Regions from separate parts of the Hordeum vulgare genome. Here region 2 is linked to region 1. The links are chromatin contacts, called in public Hi-C maps. All regions are on one chromosome and are shown on one strand. The core of a region is the stretch at or near the end of the contact, and the rest is flanking DNA. Distances in the headings are between cores, read along the strand shown.

Region 1 (5,409 bases), core at 2,168-4,667:
TTCTGAACATTGCTGTCTTGTCTGCCGCCACAGCTGCCAAGGACTGGTGGAATTTTGTACTAGGTAGAAAGGGGAAGAAGATTGCTCCATTCTTTCATCAGAAACTAATGAGAACGCTGGTGGACTTGTCAAATGAACCAGCAGAACTAGGCGCAAAGCCAAATATATTTATGAGAGAACACTGAAATTGAAATTATATGGGGAGAACACTGATATTATGAGAGAACACTGAAGTGTACAGGGGTGCAGCTGAATGCAGGGATGAACAACAAGACCAGCACGCACGGCACTTGGTACTGCATCAGGTTGTTATTAACATGTGACCTCGGGATAACATGCTTGCTGGGACTAGCTTTTCCGCGGTACACTAGTAGTAGTGGTGGAGTGGTAGTAGGAGGCAAACGGAGTAGTTAACTTTTGTGGCGCCACTTTACCTTTTTGGCCTGCTCAAGGTGGGTGGAGACCTGACACAAGAAGCTTATGTACAAGGAAAGAAGAACACACTCATCCACTGACACTTGGCTCTTGATCATAAGCCATTTCTATTTCTTGCTCCTGTCTTCCTGGTATTTAGATTCAGGCCTCCTTTGGTCTGTAAGAATCTTCCTAAGATTTCTAGGAATGAATTCCTATTGCTATGTACTCCTAGGATTGGTTTCTATACTTCATAAGTATTTCACAGAAAAAATTCTGATCGTATGACATCAAATGGCGTCTCTTTTCCTTTACGATGAGATGTACGCCATCTCATTTTCTATAGGTTTTTTCTGTTCCAACGATATTCCTATCACATGAACAAAGGAGACATCAATCAAATTGTTTCTTTGTTACTCTACACATGCTATTTTATTAACCGGGGTCTGTAGAAGCTATACATGGTGGGGATTTTATTACGCTGTAGAAGCTCTTGATCATAAGCCCTTTCATGCTATTGTCCTCTTGCTATTCAGATTTAATTGAAGCGTTTGTATTCTGCAATTTATCACTCTACAGACTACTTTATTAACTGAAAAAGCTATACATGCTGGGAATTTTTACCCTCAAATGTTCTTTTTACTCCTGATAGGCACACATACAATCCACATATGGAGAGCTCGAAAACAATTTGTTTTGTGGGGACATTTTTAAGTGCGGCATTTCTATGTACAAAGAGTACAATGCCTTAAGCTAACGTTCAAACTGAAAATGTTCCAGATGACACGAAAAATGAGAATGTGGACATCATAGAGAGTCAAGAACAACACAGAAGCTATTCACTCCAGTAATTTTCTTCTTCTTTTTCCTTCTTTCTGTGACACATTCTAACATCAGAGCAAGCGATCTCGCAGACGCAAGCAGCTCAAGAATTAGCCGCGCACACATGTCGTAGACGACGACTAACAAAAATCTGATGATACACACACCAAATGCAGCATCAAAACATGAGAAGAAGGAATAAATCTTTGCAGAAAGATGGTTCCTTCCCTTTCCCCTTTCCTTTACAGCACGATACACATTGTAAACTTATACTACTACTACTGACTGCGAGACAGATCACGGGTGACCAGAAACCACGGACAGGAGAGGAGCTACCTATCACCGCCGCAGCGCGCGGCCAAAATGCGGATTCTTGATGACGGATGGTTCAGTCGGCGGCGTTGGGCATCGGCGAGTCGAGGCCCTCCATGCGGCTGCGCACAATGCGGTGGAACACCTCCCGGACCTGCCTCTCCAGCGGCTCCAGGCCGTCCTTCATGGCGCTGCACACGGCGGCGAGCTCCGTGGCGGCCTCCCGCACCGCGGCCTCCCTCTCTCCGGTGAGCGGGATGGGCGCTGCGTCGATCGCCTCGGCGAGCCTCTGCGCGCACTTCTCAAGCGCGTGGATTTCCTTGAGGAGGCCGCAGGAATTGCGCCTGTCCTTGCGCTTCCCCTCCTCGGTGAGCCGGTCCTGGAGCGCCAGGAGCGGCGGCGCCCACGCGAATGCCCCGCGTGGCGGCGCGGCGGGGAGGTGGTGCGCCTGGAGCGCCGCGACGCGGTCTGGGCACGGGACGGCCGCGACGAGCGCCCACGAAGCGAGGTGCAGCAGGCATCCCATTGCGTAGACAGGAGCGGCGAGGCCCGCCTCGTGCGCGCGCGGCGCCGCCAGGCCGGACCCGATGGCCTGCAGCTGCCGCGACGCCGACCAGGTGCGGGACACGCTCCACGAGAGCGAGCGGAAGTGCGAGGAGGAGGAGGAAGAGGACGAGGCGGAGGACGCGCGAGACGGGGAAGCGCGGCTCCCGCGGCCGAAGGAGCGGTTGCGGTGGGAGGCGAGGAAGGAGGCGACGCCGCCCCCGCCCCCGGCGGCGGCCGCGTCGTCGACGAGGAGGATCGAGAGGTCGGACAGCGCCTTCCTCGCGCGGCGGAGCTGGCCCTCGTGGATCTCCCCGGGGGCGAGCAGCACGGACGCCGCGATGCCGGCGAGCCGACCCCAGCGCCGGACCTGGTCAACCCCGTCGCGGGCGGCGTTGCACACGTCGAGGGCCTTCACCGCGCGCTCGTGGTACTCGCCCACCAGCCTCTCCGCCTGCGCACCTCCACCGCCGCGGCGCCGCACCTCGGCCACCACCGCCCGGAACTCCTCCTGGCAGAGCAGGAACGCCTCGAGGAGCCGCCGGATCCACGCGACGGAGAGGAACCCCTCCCCGTCCCCCAGCTCCGCGAGGCTGACGGCGACGCGCCGCTGGAACGCCTCGGCCTCGGCCTCCCCGCCGGACGGAAGCATGGCGGGGGACGCCGGGGTGTCCCGGGTCCGGGACAGCAGCGAGCGGCCGAAGGAGGCGAACGGGGAGTGGGAGGAGGAGGAGGAGCCCTGGTAGTCCGTAGCCGGCATGGCCGCCGGTGAGACCGGTGTGGGGGTTTCTCGCCGGAGAAGGCGAAGCGGGCCGCGGAGGAGGGGAGCTATCGGGCGCGGGTGCGGGTCGTCGGCGGAGGCGTTTTGTTTTGGATTTGCGATGAAGCTGCGGTGAGGTGCGGTGTTGTTGATGGGTGTGGGTGCGCGTATATATGTATGGGGTTGGGATTAGGGAGGCGATTAATTTACTACTGAATGGTGATTTTGGGATTGGGGAAGGGTTCCAGGCTAACCACTTACACCTGTTGAATTAGACAACTAGTTTAGTGGTGGGCTGTGGTCTTTTTTGTTGCAGGTGGTAATATTCTTTTGGAATTAGAATGTTTCTGGTTTTTGTTTAGCTTTATTTGATTCTTTTGTAAATGGTCCTTTGAAAGATTAGTAATTGCTGACAAGCTCCTTTCAAGTGGACCGCATTTTGAAAGATTCAGCTAGGCCTATCTTCCATGGTTTTGCAAGCAAATGATGCTTGATTTTAGGCAGAAATTTGTCAAGTACTGCAATCTTGGAAGATTATACTGTACCATCAAATGGTTAATATGATGCTCATAGCGAGGCAATAGCTTCCGTGTGTTTCGAGGGACCTTGATGGAGGCACATAGCTCATTCAGTTGACAAAGAAAACAAAATTTTCATCCAAATTACAAGAAAATTAAAAAAAAAAACACGAAACATTTGATGTACATCTTGAAGACCGACGAACTAGGAAAGATTGTTCGATCGAAAAGGAGCTTTATGCCTACAATTCGATTAGTGCCCTCCAAAATGTTGGCATCGAACAAGACACCACTGATTTTGTGGACCTTTGGCAGGCCATGCGCTATTTCATCCTTAATGAGCATGGTGGCGGCACCAATCAGTCTAAAACTTGCCACATCAAATTCCTATTCGGAAAAATCCGTACATCATATGCAATGCAATTCGTTGATCACACCTTTCCTTTTCGGTCGGAAGGAGAGCTAAAATGCAACTTTTTTTTCTTGGCTCATGCTTCGTGCAAAGATTCTCACTTAAATTCCTTATGTTCCAAAATGAGATTTCTAATTTAGGGACAATCAGGAATATTGTTTTCATGGATGGTGAGACAACGCGCAACCAGCAGCCTCTTCATGATCCACTTGAAAAATGGTGTCCGCCTACGACGTGATCATTCCTTCACCAACGAGGTATGTTCGGCTCATCCAATCAAGACTATCACGCCGATGACACCATCATCATTCAACTCCTGGTGGCGGCGGTGCTTAAATCCGCATACGGGTCGAAACCTTGATGGGGGAACGAAGATCATTCAATTATTTACCGTGACAAGAAAATCGACCCAAGACATGAAAAAAAACAAGACATGTTCTTTGTACATATCAATTATCAAAGATTGATTCTATGAACATTATGAGTTGAGTAACACACTGTTTCACACTTATTTCTTTTTATCAAAGATCAATCGTCAATTAAAAAAATCTCAAGGGTCGACATGACACGGTACCGGCGACCAACATGCAAAACCAGCAATCCATGCGGTCGGGCATGCAAAAGAGGCCAAGGACGCGCACTCGCGAAGGAGATTAAGAAACCATCAGACCAATCCAACACAGTTCCAGTTGCCCGGTCAGCCAGTCTCCTCGCGCTCGCGCGCGCGCGCGCACGATCGCTGGCGATTAGAAAACGTAAAGGAACGGAACAGAACATAAATAAAAGGGTATAGTAAACGTAAAAGAAACCGAGGCGTACGCGGCCGACGCGCGGGCGACGCGCCGGCGCCGGGGCCGGGGCCGTGGCGGGAGGACGCCGCCATGCGGGGCCCCCCGGCCGCGTGCACGCGGACGGAACGTTCCCACGTCGCCCGCGGCGCGGGCCTGACGGGCCTGCCCCCGAGCGCCGTTCTACCGAGAGCCACCGACCCGGGGGTAGTTTGGGGGCGAGGAAAGATGTTCATCCATCGGCCGCACGGGCACGGACGGGCACGCGGCTGCGGTGGGCTGCGGGTCACGCGGCCTACGCGGCCTGGCCCGGTTTGACCGCCCGTGGGCCCGCGGCGGAGGTGGGCCCGGGGCGCAGTGGGCGGGGGGCGACGGTGCGGAAGTGGTCGCCGGTGGTGGGGGCTGGAGCGCGGGCCACGTTGAACGGCTGACTGCGCCGGAGCGCTGCAGCTTGCTGGCGGCACTGCGAGGAGTAGTAGTAGTACGTGCGATGGTGACGGGTTTGTGTTGTGGCTGTGTGGCGGAAATGGTCGTTTCTTTTAGCGGGGAGGAACCGGTCGCTTCTGGTAGTGCAGGGATTTTCTCAACAGAGGATTTTAATTAGCTGCAGCAGCTCACCCAGGTCAACTTGTTTTATCCCAAGGATCGAGACCGAACTCCCGTCTCAGGATGGAAACGGGCCTGAGCGGGCCGTTCCCGGGCCTCGTATATAGGAGTGGGACATAACGGACTATCACAAGTCCAAGTTTGAGAATCTAATTTCATGAAGAGTTCAGAATGCTAGTGGCTTATGAGTAGGGATGGCAATTTTATTCATGGATCTGGATACCCGTGCATACC
Region 2 (5,394 bases), core at 763-3,262, 900 kb after region 1:
TTGTAATGTTCCTCCTTCCGCCTAGATCCGCCCCAGGATCCTCCCCTGTGTAAGATGCTGCGGTAATCAAAAGTTTAACCATCGAACCTGTCCACTTCATCCGATGCCATGCTGAACCCTTCTTTCCTTTGCCATTCTGGGTATCAGTAACATCCTCAGTCATATCATGCTCCTCCTCATCACTGATTGAGTTCTTTGAGTGATGACTGTGCTGGTGGTGGTGGTGGTGATCCCTTTTTTCATGTTCTCCAAATTGAAATCCATGGTTATGAGGCTCTGTAGCCCGGTTGATAGGCATTGCAAAACTCCCTAGCATCTGAGACTGGTTGAATAGCTGTTTTCCTGAGCTTGAAGCATGCATTTGCATGGAGTTACCATGTACATTCAAACTACCATAAGGAGTTCCTTGCATCATGTTTCCAGTAGGTAGGTTGCTGCTTTCCATTTTCCCAGAAAGATCACCCAGGTGTCCGTACCTCTTGTCAATACCATACAAAACGTAGAGGAGACGTCACATGTCTTCACTTCAATATCACCCTGCATAGTAAATTTGGAGAAATTATTAAAGCCCCGGACGGAAATGTATATTTGCACAGCTGTATATTTCTCAATGTTGCTGAACAAATAGATAAGAGGTTGAATTTCATCAGGAACACCTAAAAAATAATCCAATAAGGTACTCTTCAACACACTCGACTGGCACATCATGTGAGATTGAATATACTAGCATTGTGCAAATGCAACTCCGGTCTCCTGGCTGGAACGGCAATAATCGCAAAAGCAATTAAAACGACCTCTGGAGCACTTAAAATACAGTACTCTGAACTACACCGAATTAGGCAATCAGGTCTAACAATAAAATTTGCAGGGATTTGCCAGTGCTGTAGTAACGAACTACCACTGGTGCTAGCAAGTGTCATGGTATTTCACGCTTCAGGTAAGGGAGCACAGTTATTGACAGCAAACTGGAACTCAATGCTTAAGCGGGTAATCGTCGAGCATCACCAATAGTTACTCTTTCCCGTAAAAAAATCCGGTTTAGGGGGAGTTGAGCCAAAAAAAAAAAAGTGCTCCAACAGTCCCAACTCCCCCTCCATCTAGGGGGAGATGGCTCTTCCCCTAAACATTCACATAAAACAGTCACATCGGCAAGCCGCAACTGGAATCCACCGCGCCGCCACCCCAGGCCACCGCTGCCGACACCGACCATCGCAGTCACACCGCCCGCCCGCCGCAGACCATCGTTGCTGACCGTCGTCGTCACACTGCCCACCCGCGCCCCGCCCCTGCCAACCACCGTGATCCGCTGTCCGCCGTCGCCGCCGCACCGCCACCAAATACCATTTTTAGGGGAAGATTATTACGGAACTGCAGCTCACATGTCAACCTCTCCTACTATATTATATGGATACCTGCAAAACCATATTTAGGGGGAGTTTTTTTACAGGAACTGTTGGCGATGCTCAGAAGCACTCACCGACGCTACGCAAACAAATAACTACCGAATAGCACCCATTTACCCAACACACCAATCATCCAATTCGTACAGCCGAGCACGCGCCCAGGGTTGCGGCACGAGGCATAAATCTCCGGGCCAAAATTACATCGCCTGGAACATCAGAAATCACACCTGCGCCGCAAGATCCAGCATAGGCCTGACTCCTTCCGGGGGCAAAGGGGCAGATTAAACTTAGCTCCTAATTCATCCAGGATTTTTGGCTACACGGCGGCACCACGGACAGCGTATCGGACTGAGAAACAAGAAATGGGCGGGGGTTTTTTTCTTCCCCCAAACAGGAAATAATCACCCCGCTGCGAAAAGGAAAAGGGTGGGAGAAGAGCTCACGATCGAGTTCTGGCGGCGGCAGGAGGAATCGCGGGGACTCGATGGAGGGCTGGCAGACACTCTCCCACCTCCAGCCTTCCAGGGTCAAGCTCTCCCTCTCTCTCTCCCTCTCTTTCTCCTGGCCGTCGTGGGCGTGTGTCGAACAGGAGGACTTAAAAGGGCCGAGGTGTGTGCTCTGATGGCTGGCTCAAAGCAAAACGCTGCGTGTTGTTACGTACAGGTGGAATTCGGTGGGCTGTTGATGACTGGTGGGGCACGACACAGCGGGTCCTAGGTGTCAGACACTCAGAGTCCATTCGGGCTGCGTGAAATTGGCGGGTGCGTTGGTGTGGCAGTAACGGAAGGTTCTGGAAGGTCCGGAAAGTTGACTCGTTAAATTGAAATTAATGAGTATGCCACTCATGAGGATATCCTTCCCTAGAGCACGAGAAAAGTACATATTTAGAGCTTCTAGAAACCGACCCCACACCTCCTCTTTCTATGTTCGGCAGACAACCCGGACACGAGGGATGGCACGCGAGGACAACACCCGATGAGTGTGTTCTACTAGCTGGCTCAAAGCGAAAAAATGTGTTATGTTTCGCTAGAATTCGGTGGGTTGTTGATGACATGTGGGACATGACACAATGGGGCCTGGGTGTCACTCACTGAACATCCACTCGGGTCGCGTGCAATTGGGGGTGCGTTGGTGTAGCATGAACGGAAGGCCCTGGAAGCTGACATCATAATTAATGAGTATACTATGCCACACGAGAGCACATCATTTCCACCGGCATGAGCAAATCACATATTTGAAGTTTGTAGAAGTTGGACCCACACTTCCTCCTTATATGTCCGGTCGGACAACCCGGACATGAGGGAGGGAAATGATGGACAATGTTAGGGTTGCGTGAAGTTGGCATGTGTGTTGGTGTGGCAGTAACGAAAGGTTCCGAAAGTTGACTCGTTAAACCAAAATTAATGAGTATGCCACTCGAGACGATATCCTTCTCACGAGCACGAGAAAATTACATAGAGCTTCTAGAAACCGGCCCCACATCTCCTCCCTCTATGCCCAGTCGGAAAACCCGAGCATGAGGTATGGCACACGAGGACAAAGGCCAACGAGTGTGCTCGAGTGGATGGCTCGAAGTGAAAGATGTATGTTGTTTTGTACCGGTGGAACTCAGTGGGTTATTGATGGGAGGTGGGACACGACACATCGGGTCCCGGGTGTCAGTCACTGAGCGTCCATTCGGGTTGCCTGAAGTTGGTAGATGCATTGGTGTGGCACGAACAGAAGATCTTGAAAGCTAGCTTGTTAAATCGAAATTAATGAGTATACTATGCCACACAAGAGCATATCCTTCCCACGAGCACGAGAAAATCACATAAGCTTTTAGAAGTTGGACCCACACTTCCTCTTTATATGTTCGGTCAGACTTCCCAGATAGGGGGGAGGGCGCACGAGGGCAACGACGTGCGACGTTAGGGTTGCGTGAAGTTGGCACGCGCGTTGGTGTGACAGGGGGAACGGGGGCAGAAGGTCCTGGAAGATGTCTCGTTGCGGTGACCCAGCATACCACTGAATCGTGTAGTATACATGTCGTTGATATAACGTCCATAAGACACCGTCTCACGAACCTTATATCCCTCAGAGTATAAAACGGAAACATAGCGGGTCCAAACCATCATTATATTACAACATTTTATTCAAACAAAGATCCAATGTTCAAACGATTCAAACTATTGGTACCAATATGCGGGGTACCACTATTGATCCTGCAATCGCTTACTGAGTTCAGACCATGTCCCACATGATCAGTCTGGCTGTAACTACTAAGTCTACATTACTCCTGTCATTGTAGCTCTGGCACTTCTCCTCCGATGTTGGCTCCATTGGCGATGATGTAGTCGACTCCTTCGAAAAGGTCTGGTTTCTCGTAGAAGTATTCTCCGGCAACATTAGGGTCATTTGGCATATCCTACGAATATTTAGAGTCTAGAGAGGATTTAGAATACAACGGATGAGTACATAAGGTACTCAACAAGTTCATAGATATCGTGAGTGGAGATGCACTATAGCTACTACTGATTCCAAATAGATCTTAGCAATGATTTTGGAAAATATCTGTTGCGTCAAGTTTTACTTGAAACATTTAGCTATCAAACTTCACAGGTTGCTAGAATCTCTAATAGACTCCTTCCCTATCATGTTCGCGGATCTTTCCCAGATTATGTAGTGACAAGCCACAATTCATTAGACTCTATGGAGGTGCGCTACTTTACCCACGAGCGATTAACTTAGCCCTTTTGCCAGGTCTCTAATCTTGCACGTCCAAGATGTGTGGTCGGATCTAAGATCCGAGGTTTTCATCCTTTGTGTCGGTTCCCCTCTCTAAAGAACCTATATGTATTATACGACCCCATTACAAATAATGATTCACACCCTCCTGGCGATAAAGGATTCACAACCCTCTGCCAATAAGGAAGATTACGACTCCTTTAAACTGATAGGTAATCACGTCCCCCTAACCACATGCATCCACAACCCCATTGCCGCTAACATGTGTGAGGTAACATACACCATTAAGAAAGTGTTACTAATCCTCGCCTGTCCCATTCGAGGCTCCCTGGTCAACGCTATTGCAACGACGCTGGTTTGTTGACTTTAGTTATTAATAGAGTGAATTCTGGTTTTTACCCCCTATTTTGACATTTTTGACACTACTTACCCCATTTAACGGGATTTCATCCATTTTTACCCCATTTAGCAAAAGTGTTGCCATAATTTACCCTGTTTAAAAATTTATGAGCGTTTTGACCAATGGATCTCAATTGTAAGGTCCGACTAGCATGTCACATCAGTGGGGTTTTTTCTCATGGTTTTTCTGCACACCGAACCACATCGTCTGCCTTCTCCTGACCGGTCAGGCTCGATATGATTGCAACAAAGCAGCTTGCCGGATGGCTAAAGTTGCCCAGGTCGCGCTGCACCACACTATCCTCCATCGTTCACGACACGCATCGCTCGCATTCCAATCACACACACACAATCCTGCCATAGTTTGGTCAAAAATCACTGCCTCATTTGTTAGGAGGGGAAGGACGAGGTAGGGGACGAGCGGCAATAAAAGCTTCAAGTTATGGCTGCTGGCAATCGTCGGAGCCAATACGAGAATCTTCTCCCCTCCCGTGCATGGCTCCATCCTCTTCTACTCAACCCGGGTGGTTAGGTTTTTATGGCTAGATTTTCTTTCAGTCCAAGATGCATATTTGATAGGTGTAGGCTCTTTGTTTCCGGTTCGAAGAAGTACGGTGATGAGATGATTGTACTTCATAAGCATGTCATGATCTCATTGAATAAATTGTAGGAGAAATTGTAGAAATTGTTACTAATATAATCATGTATGTTTTTCTACAATATTGTCATGTAGGACCCAAAGTATGCATTATTATGTGGATAGATTAAAATAGGTGTATAAATATACTACTTCACTAACTTTGGTGCACATACATATCTAAATACCTAGTCAAGTAGCGAATATATTGACTGGTAGAGAGTCGGT

Evidence for each region. A called contact is a pair of places that touch in the nucleus more often than the background predicts.
Region 2: a contact with region 1 is called in a Hi-C map of leaf, with 5 times the contacts expected there. The contact joins the promoter of LOC123447995 here to the promoter of LOC123447993 in region 1. A contact is called at or near these places in 2 of 6 Hi-C or Micro-C datasets (leaf and seedling).

Annotation. Positions count from the first base shown.
Region 1 is chr4H:92,985,946-92,991,354 of MorexV3_pseudomolecules_assembly, forward strand. It overlaps LOC123447993 (protein ROH1-like), which reads right to left and starts at 3,418. Exons shown (of 1, transcript XM_045124749.1): 1 at 1,253-3,418. The coding sequence starts at 2,851. The coding sequence ends at 1,625.
Region 2 is chr4H:93,883,774-93,889,167 of MorexV3_pseudomolecules_assembly, forward strand. It overlaps LOC123447995, which reads right to left and starts at 2,013. Exons shown (of 3, transcript XM_045124753.1): 1 at 1,847-2,013; 2 at 1-537. The coding sequence starts at 445.